Regions from separate parts of the Mus musculus genome. Here regions 1 and 3 are each linked to region 2. Evidence: chromatin contacts called from public promoter capture Hi-C data. All regions are on one chromosome and are shown on one strand. The core of a region is the stretch at or near the end of the contact, and the rest is flanking DNA. Distances in the headings are between cores, read along the strand shown. Region 1 holds the start of Hnf4a (hepatic nuclear factor 4, alpha). Region 2 holds the start of Snx21 (sorting nexin family member 21). Region 3 holds the start of Serinc3 (serine incorporator 3).

Region 1 (4,025 bases), core at 718-3,217, 1.2 Mb before region 2:
TTCATGAGTTTCAGTCATTCACTCAGTAATTCACCTGGTCTCCTAGTCACTGACTTTTCTGGTTCATTCTCTCATCCCAGAGCAGACTCTGTTTCTCAGTCTTGCCCTGTGTCGTTACCATGTCCTCTGAATTGCTCTTTCAACTAGCTGAGCAAGACAGGCCCTGAAGCTTCCTAAGGTCCTGCCCTCACAGTCGGCCTTCTGTGACTTCCTTTCTCCAGCTAGTGGGAGTCTCAAAAGTGTCAGCAGAGAACACAGAGGGGGACTACACAAAGGGACAGGTGCCCCAGGCCCAGAGTCAAGCCTTATAAAGGATGTAGACAGTGAAATGAACATTTAAAGAAAAAGGGTTTTAAAGGCTAAAAAAAGGTAGGGGTAGGATTGAGAGATGGCTCAGTGGTTAAGAGCACTGGCTGCTTTTTCAGAGGACCAGAGTTTAATTCCCAGCACCCACATGGCAGCTCACAACTGTCTGTAACTCCAATTCCAGGGGATCCAACACCCTCTTCTGGCCTCCATAGGCACCAGGTATGCATGTGGTGCACAGACATACATGCAGGCAAAACACTCATACAAATATTGTATTTTTTAAAAAAACCCTTTAAAAGAATGGAATGAATGTTGAGCCATGCAGAGAAAAGGGGGAAAAGGTGGATAGAAAGAAACGGAAAGCCGGGCGTGGTGGCGCATGGCTTTAATCCCAGCACTCGGGGAGGCAGAGGCAGGCGGATTTCTGAGTTCGAGGCCAGCCTGGTCTACAAAGTGAGTTCCAGGACAGCCAGGGCTATACAGAGAAACCCTGTCTCGAAAAACCAAAAAAAAAAAAAAAAAAAGAAAGAAAAGAAAAAGAAAGAAAGAAAGAAAGAAAGAAAGAAAGAAAGAAAGAAAGAAAGAAAGAAAGAAAGAGGGGGGAGGGAGGGAGGGAGGGAGGAAGGAAGGAAGGAAGGAAGGAAAGAAGGAAGGAAGGAAGGAAGGAAGGAAGTTAGTTTGGGCAAAAGGGAAGAGGGACCCTAAAATGAGAAGAGGAATTAGTTGGGCATGGTGGCACATTCCTGTTAGTTCCAGCTCTTGGAAGGCTGAGGCAGGAGTGTCAAGAATTTGAGCTCAACTTGGGCTCCATAGCAAGACAAAATGATGGTTTGGGGGTGAGGCGTTAGCCAACGCACCTTGACAGTTATTTTTAGATCTTATGTATTACCCAAACTACCCTTTCAGATTGCCCCATGCAGTCTAGGAGATGGAAACTGAGGCTTGGGAGGAGAATCATTTACTTAGTGTCACAGTTCTCATGGGGCAGGTGCCTGAGCGGAAGCCCAGGTCTATGGGCTGCAGCTCTTGTCTGTGCCTGTCCTGGGAGGGGTATGCACTGTGCAAGCATTCAGTGTTTTCAGGAAACCATCTATGGTTCAGCTGGAGCAACCAAGAGATATCCAACCGCTGGGTGAGTCCCAGCGGTTCCCAAAGCATGTGACAAACCAGAAGGGAACCAGAAGAATCCTCTTCAGCAAGATCCGAAAGACCCAAGTGTGGGCTTGGGTGTTAGGTTTCCAGTTCAAGCGACCCAGGACAGCTTTATCTCAAATTGAGGATAGAAGTCAATGATCTGGGACGTGATTGGCTTAGGGCTTCATAGTGGTAGGCTTGCCAGTGTCTAAACATGTCAGCTGGGTTGTCCACCTTGGTGAGACTTGGGGGCTGCTGAGGCAAGGGGTCCAACCAATGCCAGTCCTGTTGGGTGCCTGCCTTGGAAGATTGGTAAGTGACTATTAATGAGCGGGAGGTGGGGGGGGGGGCAACAGTTGTAATTAGCACCCCAGGTGTCAGTCAGAAACCAACAAACAGCCAAATCCTCGTGGCTCCACCCAGCCTACCCAGCAACGGGGGTGATTAACCATTAACTCCTACCCCTCCCCACAGAGCCTCCACCCTCTGCAGAGGCTAGGCCAGGACGCCAGGCTGAGTCTCCCAGAGGACAGTTTGAAAGAGAGGAAGGCAGAGAAGGGACCTGGGAGGAGGCAGGAGGAGGGCGGGGACGGGGGGGGCTGGGGCTCAGCCCAGGGGCTTGGGTGGCATCCTGGGCCGGGCAGGACAGGGGGCTAAGGCGTGGGTAGGGGAGAATGCGACTCTCTAAAACCCTTGCCGGCATGGATATGGCCGACTACAGCGCTGCCCTGGACCCAGCCTACACCACCCTGGAGTTTGAAAATGTGCAGGTGTTGACCATGGGCAATGGTAGGTGGGGGCAGTTGGACTGAGGTATGGAGCGGGTCTTTGGCACTAGACTTTGGGATGGGAGGGAAAATGCAGAAAATTGTAGGTTGGTCCTATAGGCTCGTACAGGTGTTGCCAGGCGAAGCAAATGGGCCTTCGTCGTACTGTGGCCAGAGGCATTCTGGGTGACCGAGGCCTGCCGAGGTGGATTTCCAACAGAAAAATTCCCCAGACCCTCCCTACTTAGGCCCCCGGGGGTCTTAGGCTGTCCCGATTACCATGTTAAGGAAATGGGGCCGTGATAGTGAGCTTCCTCCGGGTGGCTGCAGAAATCAATCCTGTCCAACATGGCCCTATCTTCGGGCCCCTGGGCCCTTTTACGTGCAAGCTACAAAAGGTCTGTCTTGTCTCTAGTGATTGTGACAGGAGGCACGGCTGCGTTTCAGACTTTGGGAAACTGGAGTTCAGGAGAAAAGTAGAATTTCTGGGCTTCCTGTCTAAAAGGCCAACATAGCGGTGTGCGTTTACACGTACGGTCCTAGGTGTCCTTGTAAGAGTATGAGAGGCACGGCAAATGCAATACAGCTGCGTGCCTTTTCCCCTTTTTGAGTTTGTGTCCCAGCTTCATCTGTATGCGTCGAATGGTCTGTAGTTCTGTCTCCAGGATCTTTTGGTTTTTGGTTTTTGGTTTGGTTTTGGTTTTGTTTGTTTGGTTGGTTTGGTTTGAATACATATTTGTATGTATAGTGTCTGTAAATGTGGATGACAGATCTAACATACTTGTAAATGTGGCCATACCCTGTGCTTTCTGCCTGGTGGCCCTGCATGGCATTTTGCTTTTGATATGTGCATATAGCCCCTGTGATACTGGGCACCACTCTCTGGTATACAAGATTGTGTAGTGTCAATTTGGTAGGACTCTTTTTGTTTGGTTGGTTGTTTTATTTTTTTGAGAGAGGGTCTCTACGTAGCTCTAGCTGTCCTGAAACTCACTACATAGACCAGGCTATTCTCAAACTCACAAGAGTGCCACCTGCCTCTGCTTCCCAAATGCCAAGTTTAAAGGCATGCACCCACTAGACCCAGCCTGGTTTTGTTTGTTTGTTTGTTTGTTTGTTTTTGGTTTTGGTTTTTGATACAGGGCATATGTGTTCCTGAGCTGGCTTGAAACTTAGAACATACTCCCAGGCCAGCCTGGAACTTGAGGTCCTTTGATCCAGCCTTCTAAAGCACCAGGGTTATGTTGTGAGAGTCTTCTTCACTGTGACTCTCTACCAAAACTTGGCATTCGTGGCAGCAGCTTGTGTGTTTTGTGTCTCTGTTGTCCCTGTGTCACCATCCTTCAAACACCTGCTCCAATATCACCGAGTATGTGTCTGTGGGGTGGTGGGTGTTTCCTTTGCCAGAGGGTTGAGAAGGCAGGTGTCCTGGGAAGCTTCTGGAAGGGACGGGACCAGGTTCAAGGCTAGCACTGGAGAGAGAGATGGCACTTGGCTGAGGCTGGCCTGCCACCACCCTCCCTCCATGATGCTTCCTCTTCCTTTCAGAATTCAAAGCTTAGGTCTGGAAAGCTGTGTGCGCTCTCAATCTAGCTAGAAGGAGGAGGCAGCGTGTGGGCTCTGTCCATGGTCAGTCCCCCTGCCCCCTCCCCCCTCCCCCGATGCTTGCCCCTAGTATCTCTTGCCAAGTACCATGTGACCTTGGGTACACTACCTCCTTCTTTGTCTCTTGTGCAGTATGGAAATGGGTTTCTTTACCCCAGCTTCGTTGGACAGGGGTGATTCAGAGGGGTTTACTCAGGGAAGTGTTCAGGG
Region 2 (4,414 bases), core at 1,745-4,244:
ACAAATGAGCTCCAGGTAACATGTGACCTCCATGTATACACATGGGTACACTACACCACACACACACACACACACACACACAAATTATATACAAAAGTTTTAAAAAGTAGTCTATTAATTTCACTGATATATCAATGGTGTTAGGAGTGCTCTGTCTCTCTGTCTCTGTCTCTCTCTGTGTATGCACACACACACACACACACACACACATGCACGTGCGAGCACATGAATGTGCATATGCACACACTGGAACACCACAGTGCATCTGTGGCAGTTGGAGAACAACTTGCAAGGAGTTGGTTCTCTCCCTTCACCATCTGGGCCCTTGGGGTTGAACTCAGGTTGTCAGGCTTCCTGGAGGGCATCTTTACCCACTGATCTCACTGGCTTACTTATTTTGGGGGTGGGGAAGATGTCTTTCTTTTCTTTCTTTCTTTCTTTCTTTCTCTCTCTCTTTCTTTCTTTTGAAGCAGGGACTCACTACATAGTTCAGGTTGCCCCTGTTTTTTTTGTTTTGTTTTGTTTTGGTTTTTAGGTTTTTGTTTTGTTTTATTTTATTTTTTGTTTTTCGAGACAGGGTTTCTCTGTGTAGCCCTGGCTGTCCTGGAACTCACTCTGTAGATCAGGCTGGCCTCGAACTCAGAAATCCACCTGCCTCTGCCTCCCGAGTGCTGGGATTAAAGGCGTGCGCCACCACTGCCCGGTGCCCTCAGCCTTCCAGGTGCCACAATTGCAAGCATGCTGGCCATCCTGCCTGATCAGACAGAACCAGATTTCTAGCCCTACTGCTATGAACACAAGCTCTTTTCCCCTTCTTTTCTTCCTGTTTATTTATTTGCTGTTTTGAGGTAGGTCTTGAACTCCTGATCCTTCTGCCGAAGCCTCCCAAGTTCTAGAGTTACAGGTGTGCATGGTCATGCCTGGCTGACCTGAGGGCTGTGCACTCAGACTTGCGTGGCATATACCAAAGGGAAAGTTAATAATCAGCCAATAGTAGAAATAAATATGTGGTGTCTCCTTTGTCCTCACAGTCTGCAAATGCAGAGTAGTCAGAACTTCAAATAACCAGTGAGCTTAAGAAGCCCCAGCTCCCCTACTTTCCGCCACATGGGAGCGTTTCTCCTTTTCTCTCTGGGTTTCACTATGTGACCGTGGTTGACCTAGAACTCACTCTGCAGACCGGGCTGCTCTTGAATTCATAGAAATCCACCTGTCTGCCTCCCGAATGCTGGGATTAAAAGTGTGCACCACCACACCTGGCTTTTTTCTAAGACTTATTCTGTTTTTAATTATGTGTATTTGTGTTTGGGTTTTGTGTACATGTGTGCAGGAACTTTTGGAGGCCAGAAGAGGGCGCCTATAACTGCCAGTTTGGGTACTGAAAACCAAGCTCTGGTCTTCTACCAGAGTTCTTCTAAATACACACCCTTAACCACTAAACCATCTTTCCAGTCTCAGCCTTAGTTTCCTCATATTAAAAAAGAACCATCAAGGGGGGGGGGAGGGGCTGGAGAGATGGCTCAGTGGCTAAGAGCACTGACTGCTCTTCCATAGGTCCTAAGTTCAATTCCCAGCAACCATCTGTAATGGTCATCCAATGCCATTTTCTGCTGTGTCTGAAGACAGCGACAGTATAACCACATATATGAAATAAATAAATCGTTTAGAAAAATAATCATTACTGTAACTTCATCCTCTGAGACTGACATGTGACAGTGTATGAAATACTTACAAGACGCCATGAGTGCTAAAATCTGAGACCCTTCTGTTCAGTAAAGGCCAGGAAGGTCTTTCCGTTCATATCCTCCATCCCTCTCCCACGCCCTAAAAGGGGATAGGAGATACTTAATTTTGATACTGTCTGAGATAATTTTGAGGCAGGGTCTCTATTTAGTTCTGGACCTCAACAGTAAACCAGGCTGTTCTTGAACTCACAATGATCCTCCTACCTTTGCCTCCCGAGAGCCAGGGCTAGGATTAATGGCATGAGCCACAGGAGCACCACACCTGGCCTTTGAGATAACTTGTTTTATTGTCTAACTAGCCAAATCTGCCTGCTAGGTCTGACATGTAAGCCTTGGGACAGGGATCAGCAATCATTTTCCTGACTACTGCTACCCTGCAGTAAAAGATAAACTGCAGTTCTCCAAGAGAGTTATAGAGATTACCCAAGCAACCCCGCACGCGTGGGAAAATAAATCAGTTCAAGAGCTCCCACGCTAGAGATCTCTGACAAACTGGGCAACCTTGAACAAGTAACAGCCTCTCTGGATGTTTTCCTCTTTGACTACTTCCCCCAGGTTAAGTTCAAACGAAACTGGGAAGGGCTAGGTTTCTCACACAGGCACCGGACTGGGGTTTTTACAAGAGCTGAAAATTTAGTATGAGTGAAAATTTAGTATGAGTATTAGTATTCTTGTTTCATATGAGAAAACCTAGGCTGGACGAAACCGGATTTCAAGCTTCACTCAAGGGAGAGCCGAGCTCCCAAATGCCGCGAAATTACACTGTAAAGTTACATGGCACTGTATGGAGATTAGGGGTAAAGCTTGGGGCGGCCTCAGGAGACCAGGAGGGGTGGGCGAGTCCAAGAGGGGGCGCGGCCACCACGATCCGGCTGGGTTTCGGGGGAAGCCTTGGCCCGCCCGGCTGCCCTCCGCGTCCCTCCCGCAGGCAGCGGCTTGGGATTCTAACAGCTCCGGGAGAGGGAGCTGGCGGGGCGGAGGCGGAGCGGCGGCAGGAAGCAGCGAGGCGGCGCCGTGAGCTGCCTGGGCGGAGAGCCTCTTAAATCCGCCAGGCTGCTGCACCAAATCCCGGGAGCCCGCCCCGAACGCACTTGGGACGCGGTGGGTGGAGGCGCGTCCCGGCCTGCGGGAGGAACAGGGCAGAGGCCGGCCTCCCGCACGTCCCCAGCGGCCGCGGCCCGTGGGCGTGGCCTCTTGTGCCACGCCCCTGACACGCCCCCGGGTCCCTCTCCGGGCGGGGGTCCCCTCCCTCTTCAGCCCTGGACCCAGCGTGGCGCGCTCCCCCCTGGGTGCCATGGCCTCGCGGCTCCTACACCGGCTGCGACACGCCCTGGCCAGCGATGGCCCCGGGGAGGCGGCGGCGGGCCCAGAGGCCGAGCAGTTCCCTGAGAGCTCAGAGCTGGAGGACGATGACGCCGAGGGCCTGTCCTCCCGCCTCAGTGGCACCCTCAGCTTCACTAGTGCGGAGGATGACCCTGACGACGAAGACGAGGACGACGAGGCGGGCCTCGACTCGCCGCCCTCAGGAGACGGGGCATCGGGAGAAGACGCAGGCGAGTGCGGGAGGACAGACAGGAACCCCGGGGCTCGGTTAGGCCTCCCCGCTGGACGCGGTCCGAGGGCATCCTGAGTTTTCTCTCTGAAACTATTGACACTATAAGCTCTTCCAGACACGGTTTGGCTGTGTGACCTTGACTCACAACACTATGGGAATCACACCATCTCGGGTTTTTTGTAGATATTAAATGCACAGGACCAGGGAAACAAACGTGTGTGCTAGCTGCTTCGGGTGGAGGTTTAGCATCCACTGTAAGCCAGGCGCTGGGGTGAAGCACATCTCGCTTCTGTGAATGAGGTCATGGCATTTTGTTTACGTTAACTCTGGAGCTAGCCACCCCCATAATGACGGGTCATGTGCTTGTGCAGAACGAAGTCCCCCACCTGATGGACAACGGAGCAGTCAACTCCTGGCCCGCCAGCTGCAGGATTTCTGGAAAAAGTCTCGGAACACCCTAGTTCCACAGAGGCTGCTCTTTGAGGTGACCAGCGCCAATGTTGTCAAAGACCCTCCCTCCAAGTACGTGGTGAGTGAGGTTCCAGGAACCCTTGAGCAGCGAGTCTAGATGTCTAGCTGAGAGAAAGGAAATAGCACAGATTTTGGGGCGGGGGTCGTGGCCATGCAGTTATAAAAGGATGTCCTTATTTTACACCTGGGGGAACTGAGACCAGATGAGAAGATGGGTGTCAACTGAACACGTCCTCAGGCAAATGACTTAGTTTCTCTAAAACTGAGAATGTGGCCTTAGGAGTTGCCTCCTGTCCTAGTCTTGAGGTTACGAGAACTGATGTGTGTTTCTTTCTGTACCCTGTGGGTTTCTGTCAACCGCAGCAGGACACAGTATTGAGACCCAGTGGCATGGGTCAGGATTAAGGAAATGGGCTTTGGATCCAGACCAGTCTTGATTCACATCCCCTGTGTTTACCAGTGGCTTCCCCTTGGGTGGGTTCTGTGGCCTCAGTGGCCCCCAGTTTCCTCTTTTGAGCAATAGGCAATACATGGGATTATAATAGGAGGTAAATGAGGCCAGGCGCAGGGAAACCTTAGCATTGTCTGGCACTGTGATAGATTAAAACTGTAGCTGTATAGTGTCAAATTCCCCAATCTGAAA
Region 3 (4,346 bases), core at 750-3,249, 1.1 Mb before region 2:
ATAAAGCCTCTTGTTGTTTGCATCCGAATCGTGGTCTCGCTGTTCCTTGGGAGGGTCTCCTCAGATTGATCGACTACCCGTCTCGGGGGGTCTTTCAGCAAGACCTAATCACCTGAGTTACTCATCACCAAAACTCAGTCTTCCACAGATACACTCTTTTCAGGAAAAAAAAAAAAAAAAAAAAAGCCAGGAAAGTGGCATACTTCTGTAACCGCAGCACTCAGGAGGCTGAGGCAGAAGGATCTGCAGTTCTAGACAGGCTGAGCTAACAGAGTGAAATCCTGCCCCCACCCCCACCCCGCCGCCCCAAGTAATAATAATGTGAAGCATTTTACTAAGACATGCCAGTAGTGGGGACTCACATCTGTAGTTTCGGCACTAGGCTGAGGTAGGAGGATTGCTAAAAGTTCAAGGCCAACCTGGGCTACAACGTAAAACCATATTTCAAAAAAAGTAAAGGCCAAACTTCTTTGCCAGGAGTAACACCTTCCTACAATCCCAATAAGGAGAACTGTGAATGAAAGGCCAGCATGGGATACTCAGGGAGATCTGGTGACCTATCTCAATAAGGCAAAAATTAAACACGTACAAAAGTCCTTTGAAATCTTTAATCCAGACTGGACTGGAGGTGTAGCTGGAGGAGCTCTCAGAGATAAGCTTTGGACAAACAAGGTCCTGGGTGCAATCTTAAACACCCAGAATGACCAAAGAGATTGCCTAAAAAATAAAGGCATACAGTGGGTATCTGCATGATTTGGCTCCCTGATATTCTGTCCCCCTTTTTTGGCGTGGGATGGGAGATGGGGGTGGATAGTGGCAATTGGAGACTAAACCCACAGCCTCTAAAAACCTACCCATAAACTGTAATTTGCACCTCCCTGTTTTGAGACAGGGTCTCAAAACAAATAACAAATGATCTGCCATGGCCCTCCACAGCCTTTAATTTCGTACTCTTCTCTCATTCCACTCTGGTATCCTAACCCCCTACTGGGTAAAAACTGAATTAACAATATATGCAAGGAGTTTCTAGATATGAACACCTGGATAGGATATTTTCAAATTATGGTTTTAAACCAGGAGGAGAAAAATATACAAGATATCTTCGACATTACTTCTGCCCTGAGACATGCCATTGACATGAGCAGAGCCTGAGTCCTTGGTTCATTACATCAGCTCGGGAAGGAGAAAACAATTAGGCACTGTGGTTCAAGCTACCAAGTTCCTCTGAGGCAGATTTGTTAGATTATTCCTTAGGTTAAAGAGATCCTAAAATTAACTTCTAAAAACGTTTTACCATTGACAAGGGGAATCGGACTAATTTCTTTACTTTATCCTCACAACAGTTCTGGAGGAGAGGAATGCTAGGGTGTTTAATTCGAAAATATTTAGGCCGCGGGGCTTCTAATTAAACGCCTTTTGCTCGCGACCTGCAGCAGGGCTGACTTAAAAGCCCCGCTCCCAACCCCACTCAGTAGCGCTGGCATATGCCGAACTATGAAGAAAAATGACTACAGTGGCCCTAAATTCCCTGACGCCATCCTCTAGCCACTCAGGAACCCGCGCCGTGGAACCTCGGCGTCGCCTGGCCGCGGGAACCCTGGGTCCGGAAGGCTGGCGGGGGCGGGGCGTCGAAATTGTAAACAATGGCGGTCCGGCCTCCCGCGACCCTCCGCCCACAGCGAGAGCCAGCCGAGCCGCCGCACCCCGACTCCGGGACGACGGCTACCGGGCCTGGACCCTGGGCCTGCCCGCTCCTCTCTGTTAGCCTCAGAGAGTGGAGGGTCCGCCTCGGGCGGCCCGACACCCACCCCCTGCGCGCCTCAGGCCCCGGACGGCCGAGGCCTCGGGACTCACCCAGCTGGCGAGGGAGAAGACGCCGAGGACGGCCCCCATGGTGACGCCGGGGCCGAGACCGACCGCTCCGAGCGGATCCTAACTGCTGACTGAGGCGTCGCCTCAGAAACGCGACGGATCCTCAAGCCGGAAACAGGGCCCGCCCTTCGCAGGACGCCCAGTTTACGTCATTGGGTGGCCCCGCCCACGGAGGGGGAGAAGGCGGAGCCTAAGACTGCTGGGGTGGCAGAGGACGTAGAGGGTTCGTGGCATACAACTCCGGGCTCGCTTGGGGCGCTGGTGGTCAGAGGCAACATAAAGGTGCAGAAAGACAGCATGTTCCCTACGAACTGCACTTATCCTCGGAAGAAGCTACATCCGAATTAAATAAAGATCCTACAGACTGTTAAGTCGTGGCTGGGCAGTACTTTGTGATTATTGAGAGATGGAATGTTGGCAAACTCAGAGGCAAACAGGCTATGTTGGGCCATTCAATAATCAGTTAGCATCTGTAATCCCAGAACTAAAGAGGATGAGGCTGGAGGATCAGGAGTTCAAAACTATCCTGTGCTACATAGAGTTTCAGACGAACAAAAAAGCCACTCTTCTTACCCCACACCCTACCGGAAACTTCTCCAGCCTTGTCTCCCCTTCCCCTTTCCCCCTTCCTCTTTTCCCCTGCCCCCCTTTCCCCCTGCCCCCTCCCTCCGCGGGGGTCAGTCTGCTGGCCAGGTTCAGCTCACTACTTTCCCTGTCCTAGACTCTTCCCGATGCCTCTGGCTGTACTCGTTCTCATATCTATAATAAAAATTTTCTCCTCAGCCATACCTTGGAGCAGTCATGTCCTCATTTTGTTGGGAACAAGCAAAAGAAACTTATGCTAAGTACTACCGTTTTCGTTTTCTAAATTCAAGGTCTCAGGCCCTGGGGGAGCTGGGGACTTTACCAACAGCTCAGCAACCTCGGTTGAAAACAATTGTCTGAGTCCAGATATTTCAGGGACAACTTCCCCTCCTTGAAGGCCGGGCCAAACAAGGTCCTGCTCCGAATGCCTACCCCACTTGTCCAAATGTTTTCTTGTCTGTTAACCAGTAAAGAATATAGAAACTACTGTTATCTGAGCCAACATGCATAAGTTATAAAAACCTATAACCATTGCCTGTTATGCACTAATTGACTACATGCAGCTCGCCCACTCCTCTGTTCCCTTATCATTCTAAAATTCCGGGCCAGAGTCCAGAAGACTTGACTCCAAGAGCTGAATTAATGACCTTGAAGCCAGGTGCCCAGGATACAGCCCAGTCTCCAATAGGTACCCATAATATCAAAATACAATTAGATAATACTGAGGCTCCCCACTACCCCCTGCTTTGGGTTCCCATCCCTTAAAAATGTACAGATCCCAGCCAGGCGGTGGTGGTGCACGCCTTTAATCCCAGCACTTGGGAGGCAGGGGCAGGAGGATTTCTGAGTTTGAGGCCAGCCTGGTCTACAGAGTGAGTTCCAGGACAGCCAGGGCTACACTGAGAAACCCTGTCTCGAAAAACCAAAAAAAAAAAAAAAAAAAAAAAAAAAAAAAAAAAAAGTACAGATCCCAAACTGGCCGGCTCCCTGCATGCTTAGAAAATAAAGCTTTCAGTTTTAAGCTTATCTCTGGAAATGAGTTTTCTTTTTTCTGGCTTCCACCCAGAAACCAACAATTTCACTCAATAAGTAATATGAGATGGTATATACAGGAGGATTTTTTTTTCAGTAGAAGTTTATTCAAGGGCTGAGGATTGTAGTTCAATTGGTAGAGTGCTTGTCTAGTATTTGAACTCCACCTCTACGTAAGCCAGGCCTGGTGACCAATATACACCTTGTACTTGGCCTGAAGCGGTCGGAGGATAAGAAGGTCAAGGTTGGGCTGGGCTTGGTGGTATACACCTAGGATCCTTGTGCTTGGCCTATAGAGGGAGTGGCCAAGCCATCTCTGTCAACAGGGTCTCTAGGGAGGGATCAAGGATTGAAGAAACAGAGGATGAGACAGCAACACTATAACATGACTCCAGTCACTATAACATGAAAAAAAAAAAACCCCAGGTTTGATTTTTTTCCCATCTGCTTATTTATTTATTTATTTATTTATCTATCTATCTACACTCCAGATTTTATTCCCCCTCCCCACCCTCAACTGTTCCACATCCCATACCTCCTCCCTACCTCCCTGTCTCCAAGAGGCTGTCCCCACCCTCTACCCTACCTGACCTCTAAACTCCCTGGGGGCCTCCAGTCTCTTGAGGGTTAGGTGCTATCATCTGTAATTGAACACAAACCCCGGGGGTCCTCTGCTGTATGTGTGTTGGGGGATTCATATCAGCCGGGTGTGTGCTACTTGTTGTTTGGTGGTCCAGTGTTTGAGAGATCTTGGGGGGTCCAGATTAATTGAGACTGCTGGTCCTCCTACAGGGTAGTGCTCCTCCTCAGCTTCGTTCAGCCTTCCCTAATTCAACCACAGGGGTCAGAAGCTTCTG

What was found. Promoter capture Hi-C pulls out the DNA fragments that hold promoters and counts their contacts.
Region 1: a promoter capture Hi-C map of liver shows a contact between it and region 2, with 3 times the contacts expected there. The contact joins the promoter of Hnf4a here to the promoter of Snx21 in region 2. A contact is called at or near these places in 2 of 39 promoter capture datasets (liver and pre-B cells) and 1 of 115 datasets of contacts at active chromatin or transcription factors (pancreatic cancer cells).
Region 3: a promoter capture Hi-C map of liver shows a contact between it and region 2, with 2.2 times the contacts expected there. The contact joins the promoter of Serinc3 here to the promoter of Snx21 in region 2. A contact is called at or near these places in 2 of 39 promoter capture datasets (liver and pre-B cells) and 1 of 115 datasets of contacts at active chromatin or transcription factors (astrocytes).

Annotation. Positions count from the first base shown.
Region 1 is chr2:163,545,188-163,549,212 of GRCm38.p6, forward strand. It overlaps Hnf4a (hepatic nuclear factor 4, alpha), which reads left to right and starts at 1,968. Exons shown (of 10, transcript NM_008261.3): 1 at 1,968-2,232. The coding sequence starts at 2,118.
Region 2 is chr2:164,783,027-164,787,440 of GRCm38.p6, forward strand. It overlaps Snx21 (sorting nexin family member 21), which reads left to right and starts at 2,995. Exons shown (of 3, transcript NM_133924.3): 1 at 2,995-3,298; 2 at 3,672-3,829. The coding sequence starts at 3,040.
Region 3 is chr2:163,643,144-163,647,489 of GRCm38.p6, forward strand. Serinc3 (serine incorporator 3) reads right to left here and starts at 2,000. Exons shown (of 10, transcript NM_012032.4): 1 at 1,855-2,000. The coding sequence starts at 1,893. It overlaps 0610039K10Rik (RIKEN cDNA 0610039K10 gene), which reads left to right and starts at 1,707. Exons shown (of 1, transcript NR_028113.1): 1 at 1,707-2,657.